5 separate regions of the Mus musculus genome follow, and regions 1, 2, 3 and 4 are each linked to region 5. Evidence: chromatin contacts called from public Micro-C and promoter capture Hi-C data. All regions are on one chromosome and are shown on one strand. The core of a region is the stretch at or near the end of the contact, and the rest is flanking DNA. Distances in the headings are between cores, read along the strand shown. Region 1 holds the start of Nkx2-9 (NK2 homeobox 9). Region 2 holds the start of Pax9 (paired box 9). Region 3 holds the start of Fbxo33 (F-box protein 33). Region 4 holds the start of Nkx2-1 (NK2 homeobox 1). Region 5 holds the start of Sstr1 (somatostatin receptor 1).

Evidence for each region. Promoter capture Hi-C pulls out the DNA fragments that hold promoters and counts their contacts. A called contact is a pair of places that touch in the nucleus more often than the background predicts.
Region 1: a Micro-C map of embryonic stem cells shows a contact between it and region 5, with 8 times the contacts expected there. The contact joins the promoter of Nkx2-9 here to the promoter of Sstr1 in region 5. A contact is called at or near these places in 2 of 39 promoter capture datasets (hippocampal neurons and liver), 2 of 484 Hi-C or Micro-C datasets (both in embryonic stem cells) and 1 of 115 datasets of contacts at active chromatin or transcription factors (embryonic stem cells).
Region 2: a contact with region 5 is called in a Micro-C map of embryonic stem cells, with 9 times the contacts expected there. The contact joins the promoter of Pax9 here to the promoter of Sstr1 in region 5. A contact is called at or near these places in 6 of 39 promoter capture datasets (embryonic stem cells, hippocampal neurons and liver), 9 of 484 Hi-C or Micro-C datasets (all in embryonic stem cells), 4 of 115 datasets of contacts at active chromatin or transcription factors (all in embryonic stem cells) and 1 of 9 other capture datasets (embryonic stem cells).
Region 3: a contact with region 5 is called in a promoter capture Hi-C map of liver, with 5 times the contacts expected there. The contact joins the promoter of Fbxo33 here to the promoter of Sstr1 in region 5. A contact is called at or near these places in 3 of 39 promoter capture datasets (cranial neural crest, embryonic stem cells and liver).
Region 4: a contact with region 5 is called in a promoter capture Hi-C map of embryonic stem cells, with 9 times the contacts expected there. The contact joins the promoter of Nkx2-1 here to the promoter of Sstr1 in region 5. A contact is called at or near these places in 7 of 39 promoter capture datasets (embryonic stem cells, liver and stem cell-derived epiblast-like cells) and 7 of 484 Hi-C or Micro-C datasets (embryonic stem cells and stem cell-derived epiblast-like cells).

Annotation. Positions count from the first base shown.
Region 1 is chr12:56,611,906-56,614,664 of GRCm38.p6, forward strand. Nkx2-9 (NK2 homeobox 9) reads right to left here and starts at 1,379. Exons shown (of 2, transcript NM_008701.2): 1 at 1,007-1,379; 2 at 1-374. The coding sequence starts at 1,154. All of the region lies in intron 3 of Gm26973 (a long non-coding RNA gene), which reads left to right.
Region 2 is chr12:56,694,008-56,696,764 of GRCm38.p6, forward strand. It overlaps Pax9 (paired box 9), which reads left to right and starts at 1,464. Exons shown (of 4, transcript NM_011041.3): 1 at 1,464-1,857; 2 at 2,567-2,757. The coding sequence starts at 1,854. Gm15524 (a long non-coding RNA gene) reads right to left here and starts at 760. Exons shown (of 3, transcript XR_003950120.1): 1 at 1-760.
Region 3 is chr12:59,218,201-59,220,900 of GRCm38.p6, forward strand. It overlaps Fbxo33 (F-box protein 33), which reads right to left and starts at 1,283. Exons shown (of 4, transcript NM_001033156.4): 1 at 660-1,283. The coding sequence starts at 1,279.
Region 4 is chr12:56,535,641-56,538,415 of GRCm38.p6, forward strand. It overlaps Nkx2-1 (NK2 homeobox 1), which reads right to left and starts at 1,268. Exons shown (of 3, transcript NM_009385.3): 1 at 669-1,268. Gm26973 (a long non-coding RNA gene) reads left to right here and starts at 1,550. Exons shown (of 6, transcript XR_872771.2): 1 at 1,550-1,866.
Region 5 is chr12:58,210,454-58,213,153 of GRCm38.p6, forward strand. Sstr1 (somatostatin receptor 1) reads left to right here and starts at 1,351. Exons shown (of 2, transcript NM_009216.3): 1 at 1,351-1,428; 2 at 1,793-2,700. The coding sequence starts at 2,140.

The DNA of each region.
Region 1 (2,759 bases), core at 129-2,628, 1.6 Mb before region 5:
GTCGTGAACCAGCACGGGTACCACTACGCGGCGCAGCAGGCCGGGAGCGGCGTGCAGATCAGATGATGCTGCCATATCCGAAGGCTCTGTGATCCCAGGCGCTCGCCCTCGCTTCAGCTTGTAGCGGTGGTTCTGGAACCAGATCTTGACCTGCGTGGGCGTGAGGCGCAGGAGTCGAGCCAGCTGTTCCCGCTCCGGCGCCGACAGGTAGCGCTGCTGCCGAAAGCGCCGCTCCAACTCCAAGGTCTGGGCCTTGGAGAACAGCACCCGCCGCTTCCTCCTCTTCTCCGGGTCGGAGCCGGGGGACTCCCGCCTGAGCGAAGCCAGCTGCGACGAGTCTGCAGGGCTTGTCTCCAGGCCGCTCTCGTCCGAGGCTGGGAACCACAAAGCAAAGCAGACGTCGCCTGGTGAGAGGCCAGCCTCTACGGGTGTCTGGGACCTGTCTCCCACCCTCGTCTCCACCTGGAGTCCCAATTCTCTTGCTCCGGGCTTTGCGACCCATTTGCTTTGCTGTATTCACTTCTGGGTACCCACGTTCCCTACTCTTACCTCAACCATACTACAAGAGTAATCGGCAGACCTGAGATGATGCCCCAGAGAAACCCACCCTGGGGTCCTCTTAAAGGAATCGCAACAGTAACTGAGCTGGCAGACTAGTTTCCCACAAGCTGAGTCACCCATACCGGCCACCTCTGATTTGAAGTTTGCAAAGCCCTGGGACACAAAAGGAAGGTTTCAAATCTTTAAATATCCCGGTCTTTTCGGATCGCCAGACACCAAAACCACTACCTTCCTCAGCAGTCCAGGACCAAGATCTACTCTCAGGATGTGTGGACTCAGACGCACCACCTGTCTGTTTGAGGACCACAGAGCTTCGCGCTTGCTCTAGGGTCGAAGGAACCTGATTCTGGGTTGGGAATCTCCACTCTCCATCCCTGACCCCAGAGGCTTGGCTGGGTCCCTCCTCCGCACTCCCCACCCCCGGCCGCAGTCCTGGCTCACTCACACAGGTAGTGGCTGCACTCCGACTCCAGCCAGGCAGCAGTCTGTGGAACGCACGTCTGTTGCTCGCGCCTCACCCTAGGCTTCGCATCCTGTTCAGGTAAATTCAGGAGGCTGCGCACCGTGAAGCCGAGGCGTCCAGAGGTGGCCATGGCCGAGGAGGGGAAGAAGGTGGGGGGCAGGGTAGGCTAGGGACCCAGGGACAGCTGGGGACGCCGCTCCTAAGGATGGAAGTGCGAGGCGCTCGCCATGCGCTGGCCTTGAGACGCCAGCACCTTTGCGGGAGGAATCCCTATTTATATTAACAGCCCTTGCTACTCGGAGGGCTTTGAAAACCGCAGTCGGGGTGTCCAGGGTTTTAAGTACCTGAATGAGTGCTGGAGCGAAGCCGGGGCAAGTCCGGAAGGTGCCATCTCCGCCCCCCCTTCCCCCGCCTCCCGCTCCGCCCCGCCCGGCACCCGCCCCCTCTGCAAGACTACCTCCCAGAGGTCGCAGGAAGCTGGCCTGGTATTAGCGATTGTCTGATTAGACCAAAGTGGGGACAGATAATGGGGATTGTTACCAGTGAATAACATCTTGGGTGGCGAACAGTGACCATGGTCCTCCCAACTGAGCCCCAGCTTCCTTCTCCTCTCAGGCTGACGTGGGGCCTGGGCTGGGTGGTAGAGCTGGGGAGGGTGGAGCGACTTTATTATTCCTTGTTTGTTTTTCCCCGGAGCTTCCCTGCTGGAATGGTAGTTTCTCATAATTATTTGGAAAGTGATTTATAACTACGTTAAACTGGCGCACTTTTTTTTTTTTTTTGGTAGCATTCCTTAGATATCAGAGGATGGCCTGGTCTTTCCAGATGTCTAGGGCACAGATTTTGCAGGAGCCTACATACACACACACACACACACACACACACACACACACACACTCACCACACACAGTCTGAAAGGTCTGGAAGCCTGTGGGAGAGCTTGGGACCTGTGTCTGTCTCCTCAGGCCAACAAAACAGCCAACATCCAGGTCCCGAAATGTCCATCCTGGTCTGGCATCTATGGACCCTGAGTCTGGGACTCTGGCTGAGCTCCTCCATTCGAGGACCCAAGGGAGGTAGCAGATTTTAGGGTGGCCTACCAAAGCTTCCTTGGTATTGTCACTAGGGCTTCGTCCCTGCCCTTCATCTCCCAAGTCGGTGCCAGTTAGCAGCATAGGAAGGGACAGTGAGCGGTCTGCATTACTCACTGCTCACAGTGTAGCAGACCACACCACAGCTGCCCCGTCTGACATAGAATGGGCGGATAGGCAGAATTAGCAACAGGCCTGCCCAAAAGAAATGTGCCTGGCAGGAGATGTCTCCCAGATCCTCTAGTCACCAAGGGAACACAGATAAAATGATCCACGTGGAAGGCGGGTGAAGGAGGTAGGAGAGGGCAGAATCCGGCAGCAGCAGGCACATTCTGTTGGCCTTTCTAGTCTTCCTCTGGCTCCAGTCTAGCGCTAGAGTGCGGTCTCAGAAGCCTTTTTCTATCCAGCTAGTTATTTGGGTACCTGGTTTCTAAATTTCAGGGATGAGAGCTACATTTGGGTAGCCGCATCTGAAAACCGGGCTTTGCTGAGGCTGAATTCGAACCTGACAAGGGCGTGGCGCCCCCACCCTCACCCCCCCTCCCGCCTCACCCAGCCTGCGTCCACCCCCAGCTGCAGTCCTACCAAGCGTGCCTAAAGTGGCCGGTGGTACCGCGCGCTGGGTGGTCGGGCGGAGGCTAGCC
Region 2 (2,757 bases), core at 214-2,713, 1.5 Mb before region 5:
AAGTTCTGATCTCCACTCAGTCTCTGAGTTGCAAGTAATTTATACTATAGCATGGGGCTGGGGGTGCTTCTGAAATCTTGGCTTTCCTTGTTATAAAGCACCTGACTACGCAATACAAGTATTGAGCGGAGACAAGGATGAAACCACAAAGTCGAGCCTTGAAATGACTTTGAACATCTGAAACCAACAAATAAAGGGGGGGGGGGGCTATGTTCAAGTATTTCTATTTGTGAAGCCTCATTGTGGAAATACCTGACTGCAATAAAAGACATTTGAAGTAATCTTTCAATCCTTAACTTGATTGTAACTTGAATTCAGGGTGCACACCCACCACAGAAGCAGATGCCTGGAGATCAATGGTCAGCTCCAAGACTGATTACTAGACGTCCTGGGCTCTTGTCATTTACTGGTGAACATCGGGATTCCTCTGATTTCTTTGTGTGCAGAACCTTCGGGAGAGTGCGCGCATCACCTACATCCTGGATATGTGTTAAAGAGAGGGCTGTTGTGATGGAGACGAAGTAATATCATCCACTTTCCGGTGTCACACAAATACCCGAATCCATTCACAATGCTTCTCTTCCTTATTTCGTCCACATACGTCACAACCTTGTCTCCATAAAGAAATGCATTTCTCTGTCCCAAACTCTTCTATCCGTTTCGGATTTGGGTGAATGAAAGTGAAAAATCCCCAGGTAGGCAGAACCACACAGCATCTGTGGTAGCTAAGCTGAAGTCGCGGGGAATTACATACAGATGCTCAGAGGCAGTGTCAGCGGGTACCTCCTTGGGGCTGACTTTCATATTTAAAATCAAACCTTTCAAGGTGGCTCTATGGTGTTGAGAACCCTGGCAAATTCTTACACACGGAAACCAGGACCCTGGGTGAGTGATGCAAGGGGGTGGGATGGGATGGACGTGGCCACTGCCACCAGCGCTCCGGGGATCAACCCTCCTTCCCCGTGGACGTCCTGTGCTCCTCTTTAGTCTGGTTTTTTAATTTTTTTTTCCTCACTGCACCTGGCCTCTGCTAGGATCCTGCTTGACTGAGGTTTAGCCCCTCACTGCTGGACTAACCACTTCGGGCGGGGTACGGGAAGGAGTCTCTTGTCCTTACACCTCAAGCGCCTCCTCCACTCGACTTCTCCCCATCCTGAGTGAACTGGAAGGAGATAGAATTTGTGGACAAGATTCTGACAGTCCCCAAAGGTCAGCATGACAGGTAGTTCTCAGTCATCCCTTAAGGGTCGTGCCACTTGTTCTCTGAGAGCTCTAACCTCCAACTTTAATTTGACAAATTCATCTCTTCCCCAAAAGGTGTCCTCGGTCTCTACCCACTTAAAGTTATTCAAACCGAGACCAAAGCTTCTGTTCGCTTATTCAGCATTTTTATCAGCTTGATTTTGCACTCTGTTTGCGGCGCCCCTGGGAAGACGTCAAACACTCTTATTCATTGTATTTAGTCACCCAGGTGCGGAGCCAGCCAGAAACAGACGGCGGAAGGAGTTTCCCGGACTGAGCTGTCACTCACCGGCCTGCACCAATTACAACGCAGATTGCTCGCGGGCCCACCTCTTTTGGGGTGTGTCACAAGTGAGTGATAGACTGAGCCGCCCGGCCCTGCTCAGCCCAGCCCACGTTGCTGCTTAGATTGAAATGCAGAACTCAAGCCTCTTTCAGCCCGGCACAGACTTCCTTTTACTCTTTCCTTTGGCACTCTTGTCGCCTCCTCCCGGGAAGAAGCCAAGGCACCCTCGGCTTGGAGCAGCGACAGGCCGGCTCAGTGAGAACAAGAAAAAAGTTTCTTTCTGGGAGTGCGGAACTGGGGCCGGGTTGGTGTACTGCTCAGAGCAATGGGTGAGTGGCTGATGGGGGACGTTGTCAGATCCGAGGAGGGAGGGAGCGAGCAGGCGAGGGCTAGAGGGAGGGAGCTGAGGCGCGCCACCGCGCTGTATTGACTCAGACTGCGTCCGTCGAGCTGTAAGCACCCTCCAAGGGTCAGTGGCGGAAAGGGTTCTGTGAGAGCCACTGGGTGACAATTGATGCCATTTTGCGATTTAAGGGAAGAGGGCCGTGGCATTGGCGAATCTCGCAGCTCCAGTGTCAATCCAAGTTTTGTTGCACACGTGTTTACACTTGCAAGCAAAACAGAACAAAAACACCCCCCCCCCAGCTTTCTCTGGACTGCGTCTAACCCCGCAGAAGGGAGGGGTAAGGCGGTGGAAGGGAGCAAGGGCCGAGTGTTTTGGTACCAGGCAGGCAAAGAGGGGCGCGCTGGAGCCTCAGAACCGATTTCCCCGCCTGCTTCGGAGAGTTTTAAGTGTCCGGAGTTGCCCTGGGTCTCTCTTCTTGTTTGTTGTTGGGAATCGCAAAGTAGGAGCGAGGTCTGGCCGCAGCTTGTTTTGAGACGTTTGGCTCAGGCCGGAACAGTCTGGTTTCGGGGCAACCCCAGTCCTTATAGAAGGGTGTCATAACCCTGCCCCTGGACGCTCTTGGAGGCCGAGTGGCAGGCGGCTGTCCCAAGCAGTTGGTGCGCGTTGTGGCGCGCTCTGTGCTCCTTTTGCAGAGCCAGCCTTCGGGGAGGTGAACCAGCTGGGAGGAGTGTTCGTGAACGGAAGGCCGCTGCCCAACGCCATTCGGCTTCGCATCGTGGAATTAGCCCAACTGGGCATCCGACCTTGTGACATCAGCCGCCAGCTACGGGTCTCGCACGGCTGCGTCAGCAAGATCCTGGCGCGCTACAACGAGACCGGTTCG
Region 3 (2,700 bases), core at 33-2,532, 1.0 Mb after region 5:
TGGAATTACACTAAAGTCCTGATGCACAATGAGTCTCATACTTAACCCCCACAGTATGCCCAGCTCCTTTATCCCACCCCAAGTTAGGTAGCGTTACTTTTGTGTGAATCACTGGGAGTAAGTCCAGCCTGATGGTGTATGGGATGCGGCTTCAAGTCTGACAATTTTCCTCCCCTAATGATTTTAACTAGCACTCCTCCCAGTCTTTGGACATGGCCCAGGCTAGTAAAACTATTTCAGGTAAGAAAAGGACTGTTAAAGAATTCTTATAGGTTAATTCTTGTAATCATGGACATCAGCAAGGAAACTTACTCACCTCGTCACTATGAATTAATTACCCATCACCAATGGTCAAATTCAGAATCAGAAAACCACCTTATTTTTTTGTACAGGCCTCACCCTTAACTCACAACTTTCCCACGCATAAGATAATGGCATTGCCCAGCAGCTCTAGCCCATGGACAAGAACGGATGAATGAAAGCATGCCTGAGACGCTCCAGGAGTCCCGTTATCACCTCTTCTGTCTCCGGAAATAGTCTGGTCAGGAACGGATAGCTGCACCTACACAAGGCCATCCTGAGGCCGGCCGGCACACCCCACGGGATCTTTCCCAAGGCCAGCGGAAGGCCAGACCCTCTCGGTCCCCACGCAAGCCTACCTGTTGTTCCGGATGCTGAGCAGCACGCACAACACCAGCTCCAAGTAGATGCGCAGTACTTCCAGCCAGCGGGAGGAGAGCTGCAGGGCCTCCCCGTCTTCCCCTCCGGTGCCCGTGTCGGTGCCGCCGCCGCTACCGCCGTCGCCCGGGCCGCCGCCTCCGCTCAGATAATTCTCCGCGGCGAACTCAACCCGCAGCTCCCGCACGAACCAGCCGCACTTGCGCATGAGGAACTCTAGCCGCGGCTGCTCCGCGGGCGAGACGCGGAGGCAGATGCGGAGCTGGGGCCACAGCGCTGGGTAGAAGAGGCACTCCCGCCAGTGCGAGCAGGAGGCCGAGGCCCGCAGCCGGTCGGGCGCCGGCAGAAAGGAGAAGATGTGCACGATGAGCTCGCTGGGCAGCGACGCGGCGCCGGCCGCCTGCCCGCACAGAGCCATCCGGCTCGGCCGCCGGCCGCCCGTCCCCGGCCGCCTGCGCAGTCCTCGCAGCAGCCCCCGCAGCCGGCGCAGCTGCAGCAGCCGCAGCCGCTGCCGCCGCCGCCACCGCACCAACCGGGCGGCCCCGGCTCGGGTTCGCGCTCCCGGCGGTCGGGGTTGCGGCACTGACAAGAACAACAACATCAATGACAAGGAAGAAGGGGGCGGAACCGTCGTGCGCCTCGGCGGAACCAAGTGCACTCGGACCGGCTGAGAGGGGGGAAAAGCTGGCGCGGGGAGGCCTGCACGCCGCTGACTTTCCGTACCGCAAGCAAGTGCTCCCCGGCCGGCCCGGGCAACGACCTCGAAATCCTCTCTCGAACGGACCAGGGATGCGGAGGCGACCGCGCTGCTTCCGAGGAAACCGTGGTTCTCCCGGTACCCGGACGCGGAGGCTCGGTAGTGGTAGGGACTGAGAGTGACGTCACGGCGACGGGCGGAGCCTGGCGCGGCTTTGCGAGACTTCCGGAACCGGGGGAGCTCCTGGTTGCCTGGATCGCGCGGCACGTGACCGTTGACGTCAGCGACCCGGGGCGGGGCTAGAGGCGTGGGGGCGGGGCCACTCTGGGCGTCCCTCGCCGGGTAGGTCTGGCCCTTGCAGCGTGCTCGAGGCGGAACCCCGGCGTGCTGCGCTAAGTCCCGACGCTTTCTCATTCGCTGGGCTGAGGTCGCGGCGCCCGAGGGCTCGCACGCCGGCTTCTTTTTACATCTTGTTCAGAGCAGGACAAAATCGGCTTCCCAGGAAAGGCGGATCGTGGCGGCACGCGGACCTTCCTCTTCCGACGTGCGGAGGCCGCACACGCCCCATTGCTGAACCAGTGACGGCAGCGCCACCTTTCGTCTTTAGAGGGGCAGGAAAAAAATGGCTAACGATTTTCATCTTGAGGGCTGGTACCCAGACTTAAATGCTCTCTGAACCCTTGTCTGCAAAAGTTCTGTATAATTAGTATGTTTTATTAATAGCTAACGATCACTTAGTGGTAACATCAAATTAGGAAGTTAAGACAGGTTTTAATTTTCAGTTTCTTAAAGTCATTGAAGTGTTTGTGAAGAGAGCTGTGGATACCTCTTCAGTGTACCACTGTACTTCTGTAACAACACACCCCTGTATACAAAAGTAACATGGATGAAATAAAGTAGCTATTTTGATAGTCTCTGATACTCCTACAAATAAGTTGGAGAGGAGAGCTTTTCTTTAGTTTGGTGCCCCCAAAGAAAGGGATTTTAAAAACAGCCCTTCACGTTCTCAGCATGCGAAGTATCTCAGTCAAATTGTAGGAAGCAGCGATATCTAAAGGGTTAAGAGATTTTTTTTTTCTTTTCGTTTTTCGAGACAGTTTCTCTGTGTAGCCCTGGCTGTCCTGGAACTCACTTTGTAGACCAGGCTGGCCTCGAACTCAGAAATCTGCCTGCCTCTGCCTCCCGAGTGCTGGGATTAAAGGCGTGTGCCACCACGCCCGGCGTGGTTAAGAAATTTTATGTCTGCTGCTTCAAACCACACTAAGAAACTAGCTAGTCTAGATATCTTTAGCTCTGTGATGTAACAGCAGACCTTCTGTCACATT
Region 4 (2,775 bases), core at 18-2,517, 1.7 Mb before region 5:
CCTAAGGGGAGGGATGGAAAGGAGAACGGAAGGTGAATACTGCTTTGCAACCAACTTGGGGAGTTACAAAGTGGAACCGCGGTCCAATTTGGTCGGGGTTCCGAGGTCAGGGGCTGGCCTTTGGGGGAGAAGGGGGCTGAGGAGCAGGGAGCGGGATTTCACCTGAGCCTGCCGGGGCTGCTCCTCCCTCCCGCTGCGGCCTCCCAGCCCCGCGCCTTCCCACCGCCTCCGGACCACATCGGGCTTCGCTGCGCTGAGCCCCAGTCACCACCAAAAGAGTGTGCGAGTCTGGGGATGAACCCTGGGGCTGCACTGTTGGTCTATGTGTCTGTCAGTCTGTCTGCTTCTTCTGCCGCCGCCGTCAGAGGGACACCTCTGCTCCCCGCCCCCTTTCCCCTTACCCGAGAGAATCCCAGCGGGCGGAGGGGGAGCTGAGTAAGGGAACGACTGCCTCCGGGAGGCTGTCACCGATCCCCGCGCCACCCCCCACCAAGCTCCTGGCTCCCTAGCGGACCAGCCCCCCCAGCCCACCCCACCCCGCCGCTCCCTTTCTCCACCCCTTTTGCCGGCCCAGGCAAGTACACCGCTGGCCCTCTGAGCTACGAGGCTAAGGGTGCGGGGGATTAACAGGAGAGTCCACCACGGAAGTTGCCCCATCTCGAACAAACCTGGTGCCCCTGACCCTTGCCCATGGCCTGGATACTTCGGCTTCAGAAGCTGATGCTGTCTTTCCGAGGACATCCCAGTCCCAGCACCCCAGCTCAGATCCCCGCAGTTTTCCCTTCCGATGCTTCAGTGAAAGCCCGGGCGGGGAGCCGCGTGAGCGCCCGCAGATCCGTTGCAGAGTGGAACTGAGTCTGAACCCGGGTGGAACTCGTTGTCCGGGAGGAGGCGAATATCTCGACGCCCGCAGCCCAGCGGGCGGGAGGCTGGGCTGAGGCTCGCCTCCTCCCGGAGCTCAGCCATGCAAAAGTGCACTTGCTTCCCCGGGAATAACCAAATATCTTTGTCTAAAGTGGCGGCGTAAATGGCCGGTCGCTTTGTGGCCACGCTGGATATTAGTAGATGAGGATCATTCTGCTTCAATTGGGCGCCTCTCATCCGGCTAGGAAGAAACTGCTTAGGAGGAAGTGGGTTTCCTGTCTGAGCGTTCCCAGGCTTCAAGTGTGAGCCCCGCGCCTTGAGGGTCCTTGGGCGCCTGGCAAGGGGGAGCTGTGGGCTGTGCTCCCTAGCGGGCCCGGGGGCGTCAGCCTCATTGCTGTTACCAGGTCAGGATCAGCAGCTAAGTGGGTTACCCAGCCAAGCCCTGCATGGCACAGATTTGGAGACCACCTCCGTTTTTTTTTTTTTCTCCTTGGAATTTAAGCGTTTTCGTTATTGTTTGTTTTTGTTTTGGCTTTGCTTGTCTGCTGTTCGAGCTTTCTTGGAGCGCTAGAGGCTGGGAGGGCGGAGTGCTTCCTGGCCCGGCAGGTGCCTCCTAGACACTTCGGCGGCCAGTCAAGGAGGCTTCTTGATTTTGGTTTTTGTTTTCACATTTTCTTTCCCCTCCTTGTAGTGAGGGAGCTCCCGATAATGAACAAGCAGTTTTGAACTACTTAATTCAGCAGGGTAGGCTCCTTTCCATTAATAGCAATTATAGTATGGAAAGTTGTTTTATTTGCTTTTTAAGATCTCTCCTTGAAGAGTGCTCTCTACTCCCTCAACACAAAGCCGACGACTAAACTAACATTAGCTTTCCTCACCACCTACCTCCATCGTGAAGGGAAGGAAGGCTCTGGGCATCAGCGGGCCTCCCATCTGGGCCCGCATTTTCGAACCGCCCCCGAGGTGGCTTTGAAGCAGGGAACCCCGACTTTAAGCGGCCAGGTGCGTTGTGTCTCTGTAGCTAAGGACAAGTGGAAAGCAGAGCTCTGCGCTCTCCTTTCCCAGGGACTTCTCTGGGGGGCGCTCTCAAGATGAGCTACAGCACTTTGGTCTACAGTGTCGAGAGTGCAGGGAGGGGAAGCCACGCTAGATCAAGTGAACGGCAGAAAGGGCAGGCAAAGCATAATGCAGACCTAGTCTGAAGGCGCGACCCAGATCTGCTAGCATTGGGAACGGGATCGTCTTAGGAAGTCCCTGGTCCTCCGTCTCCATTTAACCCCGTTATTTTATAATTGTTGGTGGTCATAGGAACACCAAGGGTAGAGTGTCATTTGTCTCTCCCGGTTTTAGTGCCACTTACAGAAGGAGGTAATTCTTCAGAAGGTTTTTTGGTGAGATTTAAGCAAAATCAGGCACATCAAAACACGCCCAAAGCTTTGAGGGAAGAAAATTAAGCTCACTAACAAGGTCGATATTTCTGTGTCTGTGGTTAATATCAAATCCATTGCTTCTTCGGGGGGCCTGTTAGTCTGGAGTGAAAGGTTTGTTCAATCTTCTACAGTCTCTGAGCCGTGCAGCCCGGACCTTCAAAAACACCAGCAGGTGGCCAGTTTGGGAGAATGTACACAAGCTGCATCTTAGCCCTACTGTAACTAGGGGCCCCCATCCCCAGCCGCACAGCACTAGGTGAGGGGCTGAGCTTCAGTCAGAGTTCGAGGGGAGTGATGCCTGGCAACCCCCATGCTTTACCCTGAAGGGGAGGGGAACTGGACTGAGCTTCAAACTTCTCCTGCTGGCACCAATGCCAACAGCTCCCATCTAGAACTGGGGGTGAGGGGCTCTGTTGCACTCTGTGACTTGAACCAAATGAACTTCCCATACTTCTGCCCCTTCATAAACATCCACCATTCT
Region 5 (2,700 bases), core at 101-2,600:
CCTATCAAATCTCCCCTTCTACTCAAACATTTTTTTCTCATGAATAATTCAGTGTCTGTTGTACGCACTCCGAGGGAGTCTGTGGTCATTGATTGCGATCTGACTGCTCTGCCGTCATGGACAGTACACGTGATTATTTCTCTCCAAGCACTGCTTCGTTTGAGAGACTGGAGCACCCATGTGTAGGCGGTTGCTGAGAGTAAACAACAAGCCATTAAGGTATAAGCGTTTTGCTTTTGATGCGGTGTCCAGATTTGCACATTCTAGATTGTCCGGTATGAACAGCTTCTGTAATTCTAGTTCCCAATGTGCCCCTCTTGGTGGAGATGTGAGAGGGAGACTGAGGAAGATAAGCAGTTGCAAGCAGCAAAGCTCGAGTGAGCACTGGACTGCAGCAGGCCAGTCTTCCTGGCCATGCTTCAGGCTAAGACTTGCAGGGATTTCCTGGAAGGAAACAGCATTCATGAAACGGAATAGGTGATTGAATCCTTTGACAGAAAGTGACTGTAAGGCCAAAGAGTCCCTAAGTTCGGAGTCCTGGGAACTCCAGGGTCCCTTAAATATCAACATCCATTCTTTCTCAAACAAAAGCCTGCAGTTCCTAGACTAGGGATGGGAATTGTAGGTTGAGGAGCTTTGGACCTGGGATCTTAATATCCATATCTTAATGGTTTCGGCACTTGGGACACAGAGGGGTCATACCTCAAGGCCCTAGTTTTCCTTAGGGTTCCATGGAGGAAAGCTTGAATGCCTTGCCACTGATCCCAGGCTTCCATCAGTTGCTCAGCCAGCCACTCATAGATTAAGAGTTGGCACACCTGCCTGTTCAGGCCTTGGCGCTCTCCACTTCCATCCCCCCACCCCGCCAACTCTCCAGGGTACAAAGTACAGCCTGGACGCGCGGGCACAGCTGTTCCAAGCCGCGCAGCCTAATCTTTCCCTAGTGAACACCTACATGGATTTCCAATACGGCGCCAGGCAGGTTCCTGGGGCAGTGCCAGCCTCATCCTGAGCTCTCTGCCCCTCATCCTGATTTCTGCTGTTGATATTCCTAGGGGAGGTGGATGGGGCTCAGAGAACTACATGCTTTGTTAGAGAGTCGCAATGGTTCACTCAGTTCCCCTGAACACTCCCTGCTGCAGAGTGGAGGGCTACGGATGTTGTAACTCAGCATCCCTTAACACACCACTGTGGTCCTTCGTGCTCATACCGCTATTGGCTTAGGTCTAGTTTCCACCGCTTAGTGTTTGCGTGGGCACTTGTGCAGCGGCCAGCCCCAAAGGCAGTTGGACCTTGCAAAGAACGTCAGAGCGCCGCCAGACCTTACAAGCACTTTGCAAGGGCCATCTGGAGACATCATTGACTTGGGGATCTGAAGGCCTGAAATCTCCAGGTACAGGTTTAAAGAACTGGCAAGCAGGAAAGGAGGTAGGTGTTCAGGGTCCTGTCCTGGAGAGTGGCTTAGGGACAGGTGGAGTCGCCCCCATCACCAGAAGAGAGCAGCAGCAGAAAGAAATGAAGAACTCCAGACATAAATGTCTGGGGTTTGCTTCAGTCTTTACTTAGAGTAGGAGTCGGGTGGAAAGGGGCAGAATCTACATTCTTGACTGGCACCTACCCATTTGAAATGTAGAGAAACTCCTCAGGTCTGTCCTAGGAATGCCTGAAGATGCTGTGAGAGAAATCTGAAGCAATCTTTGAGTTGAGCTTAGAGGGGACTAGAAATGGGGGGGAGCGATGACGGTGGGGGAATAAACCACCTATGTGCCCCCCCCCGCCTGCTTTTTCGTAGCTGCTGACGCGATGGTGCCGCTTATTAATCATTCATCAGTCCAGAGCCTTTCCACTTAATGGATGTGCCGCGCTGGGCTCTAGCCTCTTGGCCTCTCCTCTCCACTCTCCAGTGTGCCCAGGACCCCCGGAGCTGCAAGAGAGACAGCGCTCAAGCAAGCTGCCGCTGGGTGATGCTCCCGGCGGCCTCAGTCGGAGCCGCGCTCGCCACAGCTGCTGCGCTCTGCCGGGTGGCGCCAGGCGGCGGTGAGCTGTGAGCTTGGAGCCTTGAGCCTAGGGAGGGCGCAGACAGCAAGGGCGCAAGGTGAGCGCCCCAGCCGGCAGCCGCACCGGCCCACTTCAGCTGGGATGTTCCCCAATGGCACCGCCTCCTCTCCCTCCTCTTCTCCAAGCCCCAGCCCAGGCAGCTGCGGGGAAGGAGCCTGCAGCAGGGGTCCGGGGTCCGGCGCTGCGGACGGCATGGAAGAGCCTGGACGAAACGCTTCCCAGAATGGGACCTTAAGCGAGGGACAGGGTAGCGCCATTCTCATCTCTTTCATCTACTCCGTGGTATGCTTGGTGGGACTGTGTGGGAACTCTATGGTCATCTATGTGATCCTGCGCTACGCCAAGATGAAGACCGCTACCAACATCTACATTCTAAACCTGGCTATTGCTGATGAGCTGCTCATGCTCAGCGTGCCCTTTCTGGTCACTTCCACGCTGTTGCGCCACTGGCCCTTCGGCGCGCTACTTTGCCGCCTGGTGCTCAGCGTGGATGCGGTCAACATGTTCACCAGCATCTACTGTCTGACTGTGCTTAGTGTGGACCGCTATGTGGCTGTGGTGCACCCGATCAAGGCAGCGCGCTACCGTCGGCCCACTGTGGCCAAAGTAGTGAACCTGGGCGTGTGGGTCCTGTCATTACTG